Regions from separate parts of the Columba livia genome. Here region 1 is linked to region 2. The links are chromatin contacts, called in public Hi-C maps. All regions are on one chromosome and are shown on one strand. The core of a region is the stretch at or near the end of the contact, and the rest is flanking DNA. Distances in the headings are between cores, read along the strand shown.

Region 1 (3,003 bases), core at 200-2,699, 560 kb after region 2:
TGGGAGCACTCGTACACAATCACAAACTCTGCTGCTAGGGAAGAAAAGGCACCACAGGATTTGAATCAAATTTATTGCTGTTAATTTCTTTCAAATGAATCATGAATCAAAGGGGTCAGCTAGTGGTGGCAAAACATCTGTTGATATGCAGTGTAAAAGCAGCTTCTGACATGGGTGATCAGGGAAGGGGACAAGAGTAGAGCTGGTCCCCGGTAGGATTTAGGGACTGGAAACGTGGGAAAGCAAAGGGCAGGGTTGGAAAAGTCACCTGAACCGTTTTGCTGTCCCTTATGGTTTTCCTGAGCATCTTCCCCACTTTTCTTTCTGTAGAGGTGACCTAAGCAGAATCAATATCCTTCCTTAAAATTAAAAAGGAATAAAAGAGATAATAGGATGAATCAAGAGATTCTCAGTTGATGCCTGGTTTGTGGTGATGTTTTTGTCCTTCAGAACCAGTGGTGCCAATTGCCACAGCCCTGTTGACTTGGGAGGACTTGTCCTGATTTTAAGGAGAGGGCCTGCAGAATGCAATGCATTTTGAGCAGAAAACAAGTGGCCAGATTATGGTCCCCCAGTGAAAACACAACAGACTTTATTCAGCCTCTTTTTCTATTTATAGGAGGGCTGAGAAGTAAAGAGGGAAACGCTGAGTCTGCTAAAAAACTGTTCAGATTCTTGCGGGTGCTTTGGAGGAGCTGATATACAATTATGAGGCCATTTTCTCTGCTGGCAAATTAACAGCTTAGAAAAATTACAAGGGGGGTGGGGGGTGAGGGGAGAGGAAAAAAAGACATGGAAATTTTGTTAATGAAACAGAACAATGAAAATCAAAGCTAAAGATGGAAGAAACTGAGTGGGCCACATCCAGTTCATTGCCTGCTAGGCTGGATTTCTGCCTATAGTAATTTATGCCATAGCCTTGGAAGTGAAAACAGATTTCATTTACTACTGAACAGTACTACTCTGTGTAGACAGAGTTCGTGGCCTCACAGCATTTCTGAGAAGGTATTGTAGGATTATTGCTCTCACTTTGCAGATGGGCACAGTAACACTGCTTGAATTCTTAAATTTAAGCTCTGGTGATGGGGAATCTGAATTAGGATTTGAGTGTCTGAGGGCTGTCCCTTGTGTCCTGTTGTCACATTGCCTGTCCGCTGAAGGAGGTGTTGAGGTCAGAGGTCCCAGTTCAGACTGGTGTTGGTGTCTGAGGGCTCTGTACGAAGATCCTCCCTTGCCCCAGGGATTTGTTCCTCAAGGGTTTGATGGCAGAGCTGGATGTAAGTTGCTCCTCGGATAGGCAAAAATCAACTTTCAACTTTAACTACACCTTAAGGGAGAAAAGTAATCTGAAACTTTTGGCTTGCTTTTCTTTTTCACTAGTCTGACTAATACTAAGGAGAGCCCAGAGCCATGGCCTGCAACTAGCATCAAGACAGCAGATGGAGAGTCCCTGCTTGCTCACACCACACCACTGCCACAGGTGCAGCCTTCCTTAGAGAGCTTTGGCCGTGAAAAATGCACACATTCTGTTGCAAAACAGCAGAAAGCAGGTAAAATTTGCATTTGGAGAAAAGTTGCTGTGGAAAAAAACTATACATTCCCTGAGAGCCAAATTAAAAAAAACCCCAACAACCAGCCCTCAAACCCAAGCTTGCAGAGTCTGCTGTAATTTATGATATACCATATGAATCTAACTATAGAACTTCATTTAAAAATTTTATAAAGACTGTAAATCTACAGTGAAATGTTCTAGGGACAATCTGCTGGCAGAAACCCACACTCTGCGGACTGACCTGTGGGAGAACCAGTTTGTCAAGGGCTTGATCCGAGGCCCGCTGAAGACAATGAAAATACTCTCATTGACGTCAGTGGCCTTTAGATCAAAAAGCCCCCAAAGCCCAACATGGAAAAAATAGTAGTAAGGAGAAGCAAACTGCTCTAATCAATAGATGCTGCTGTAGAAAGGTCTTTAACAATAGCTTAATGGGCCATGATGAGCTGCTTTGGACACTTTTATTTTGTATTGTATGTATCTTATAATCTTTCTCCTGAAACTTTTAATGGAATTTATCTCACTGGAGAATTGGAGAGAACATCTGCTGCAAATGATGGGTAAAGACATAAGCTGTTGTGGGTAGGGTGAGCCTCAGGAGGTTCACAGTTTGGGTTTGGCTTCTGCTTCAGATTCTTATCTCAACTATACAGATCTCCTGTGGCTGCAAAAATTGGACTTGAAATCACAAGAGTACGAGGCTTCTTGTGAGATTTCCAGCACTTCTCTTATGGTTTTGACTGAAGACCAGATGTGGAAAAAATATTTAACAAAATTGGATGCAGTATTTTCATGTCTGGTTCTAAAAAGGGATGGAGGTTCAGGAATCTAATTTTATCCTTTCCAGTTTCACTCCTTGGTAAGATTCAGTTGCAGTTTTAAAAAAATGCAATTTAAACCCAAAATGTAGCTATTGCAACCAGTCCCCAAAGAATCATTCAAGTAGATGAAACTCTAAACATTACATTGACCATGAACAAAATTAAAACCTTTTGCCTTTGGCAAGCTGAGTGCAAAGAATGAACAGAGTGAATGGTGACTATTAGGAAACATTCACTAATACTCTTTCCCCTCAAAGATTATTTTTATTTGCTTTCCATGCAAACGTATTTGCGTTTTTTACCCTTTCCTGCCTGCTTCCACCAAAACAACCAAGCTCTTAGGCTTTGCCTAGCATAGATATTTTTAAGAATACTAGAGGAATTGTGCTTGCCATATGGAAATTTTACATTTTACACCTGTCTGCAAAATTTCCTATTGTTAAATAGACTTTGCAGGCTGCTTACACAAGCCTACGTTACCTTGTGGGTGTAAAGCCAGTTTCAGGATGCTGAGTCACTAACCAGTGGCAAGTTTCTCTAATCCATATGTTCTATACGTTCTTTGTGGACAATTCACAGCTAGAAAGGAGGGTCAGTTCATTAGGTGGTTTACTCTAGTTGTATCACTTA
Region 2 (2,700 bases), core at 161-2,660:
AATCTTCTGAAGTTGCTCCTTATCGTGCAGCAAAGACTGAGCACTCGGGTATTTTTCCTTGCACGGCAGAGAAGTCTGGAAAGTGGATGTGAGGAGTCTGTCTGACCAAGATGCGTTTTGCGCTGTGTTCACTCTCTAGGCCTAAAACTGTAGTGAAGGAAAAGAAATAAAAGAATAAAAAAGGCAGTCTCAATGTTGTTTATACCTGTGTGAGAAAGATCTAGTTTCATAAACTAGATAAACAAAAGAAACATAAACAAAAAATGGTGAAAAAATACTGCTTGTCTCAAACACCAACTCAAGATTTGATTCTTACTCTTTGTGCTTCATTAGAATCTCAAGCATACTCATGCTCCGATAATTCTCCATTACATGTTTGAATGGCTGCTTTCAAGACTGCAGTGCTCTCTGCGAGAAGCGCAGCTCTCAGGCGCTGCAGATGCGTATGACACAGCAGAATTTTAGGCAGTATAAAAATTATAAAGATCAGTTTCCATTACTGTAATTACTGTATAAATCCTATATTTAAGAGGCTTAGAACAGGCCTATTTAACCTTGGTTTGAGCTGAGGCTTGGTCCAAGTCTGCTAAGTTGAACACCAAATTATTTTTCTTTTTTTTCTCTTTTCTCTGCAGCATCGTAACTTAGTGGGGAGCGGGGTGGGGAGGGAGATGGATCCAGCACAGCCTCTGCACTCTGACAAGGTGGTGGCTATAATTTGGCAATATACCTGTCTCCAACCAACAGCAAGACCAAATGAGATGTACGTTTTGTTACATCTGAAAAGTATCGTTTCTCCCCTTGGAACCTGTGGCTGCTTCTCTACCCCAGCTGTGCTCTGGAGCAGGTGTGGGAGACGGCTCGGAGGCAGACGATCCACAAAGCGCAACTAGAAGTGCTTGGGTAAACAGGCAGATCCTACACTGTTCAGAGGGCTGTAGCAGTAATTCCTGGTTTTGGGGGGATTTTTTTTGTGTGTTATTTGCACCCCTTCAATGAAAGCAAAGGTGTTGGCTGCCCTGGTGCTTCACCTTGGGGCAGCTGAGATGCCTGGAGCTGCCTCCAGCTGCCTTTGCAGTCGAAGTACTCAAAGCTGAGAAAGGAGTTGGCAGCTCCACGTGCGGAGGTTGGGGATCTCTTGCTCCATCGCTTAAGCATGCCAGACTCTTAGCTGTAGGCCAGGGAGCAGCTTTGATATGGATAGCCATCCCTTGCTCAAAAGAAAGTCTGGCGCAGCATTTTCCATGTCATGAACCTGTTCTGCAGTGGGTGCTTTGCCCCCGAGTCAGTAGAGCCATAGGAATGAATTTATTCATGTATTCTGTTTCCTTTATGCAGAGTCTTCTTCAAAGTTCCTTGGGTTTACCATGGGGAAAACATGGTGAGAACATGTAAGAGGAGCTTGCTGCCTGCGAAGAACTGGCGGAGTGTTCACCTTGAGCCTGAGGAGACTGCCCACCATATGGATTGTGTTGGCAGAGGCAGCAGCCTGGGGAATGCAGAGGTGGGGGGTAATTTTTAAGGCTTTCGTTCCATGGTCCCATTGATTATAACCCTATTAAGAGGATGATGCATGTGACTTTAAAGTTATTTTGTTAACTAAGTGTAGGCAATGGATGTGTCATGCTAACAAACACAATTGCTGGTGTGTCTAATACAGTGTGCAAGTACAGTACAGTGAATTTAAAAGGTGGTGGTAATCTAAGAATGTTAAAAGGGAAATGTGTGCCTGGGGGGGCGTGGGGGCTGGGGAGAAAAACGACTTACTTGACATTCACTGTCTTCCTCCCAGCTCCTTTGCTAAAGTAGGAACAGAATCGGAACAAAAAAATGTTTGTTTTACAGCTGTACCAAGTTACGGCGTGGACTCGTGCTCCCCCCCTCCTCTCCCACTTGCATCAAGTACATCCTGTACTTTTGGCAACATGTTGACTGGATATTTAAAAGCTGTGAACTGTTCTGAAAGTTTCACATACTGGGTTATGGGCCATGTGTGTTTGATCAAAATTCAATTACTGCACTGTACCATGCTTGGAAACCTATCATCCCAAGTTATGAAGTATGACGAAATAGGCTAATCTAATTGGTTCAGTATGGGAGCAGTATCAACCAAGCTTGTTATGATAAATAGCTTCCTGTGTTAAAGGTTCTCTAGAGCTTAAGTATCTTGGCTCACCTCCCTCTACAAAATAAGAATAGTGTTCCCTGGGAACAGTTACATCACTGTCCCTCTCCTACATTCACAATTAAAGGTTTGTGGATTTTTTTTCGCCTTGCTATTCACTGAATAGATAAACCGTGGCTGTCTACCCCGTTCCCCACCTCCTTCTCCTTCCCCTTTCCTCAGGTTCGCTCGTGTCGTGCTGACCGTGACTCTGCCTGTTCTATTTCAGGGCTAGGTAAGGCAGGCTTGCCAAAACCCAGCCTGGGCTGGAGGCTGGGCTTTGTGCGCTGGTGTGTCAGTACATATGACAAGTCTGTTTGTACAAGGAGTTGGAATTTTTGACGTTAAGTTAAATGTGGAAGCACTTTAATCTTTCTAAGCATCTAATAAAAGAACTTACGTATAGTGAATTTCGTACCTGTGGATGTGCTATTATCTTCTTGAAACGGAAATCTTAGTAGTTAAACGCAAATCCAGCGTGCAAGTGTTGGATTATGACTAGGGAAGGGCTCTGTTCTAAGCCTGGATTTGTAGTC

The links. Hi-C and Micro-C count contacts between places; a contact is called where the count stands out from the background.
Region 1: a Hi-C map of liver shows a contact between it and region 2, with 2.9 times the contacts expected there. The contact joins two enhancer-like sites. A contact is called at or near these places in 2 of 2 Hi-C or Micro-C datasets (crop and liver).

The regions. Positions count from the first base shown.
Region 1 is chr8:12,310,307-12,313,309 of bColLiv1.pat.W.v2, forward strand. The region is part of intron 7 of LOC110363298 (a long non-coding RNA gene); the gene reads left to right. Among named protein-coding and RNA genes, the nearest start is that of HOOK1, 150 kb to the right of the region's middle. Within about 2 kb of position 1,450, at least 1 of the 3 cell types and tissues checked has an H3K27ac peak away from gene starts, as active enhancers do.
Region 2 is chr8:11,750,936-11,753,635 of bColLiv1.pat.W.v2, forward strand. It overlaps TM2D1 (TM2 domain containing 1), which reads left to right. Exons shown (of 8, transcript XR_002421445.2): 7 at 636-903; 8 at 1,339-2,574. Among named protein-coding and RNA genes, the nearest start is that of TM2D1, 18 kb to the left of the region's middle. Within about 2 kb of position 1,411, at least 3 of the 3 cell types and tissues checked have an H3K27ac peak away from gene starts, as active enhancers do.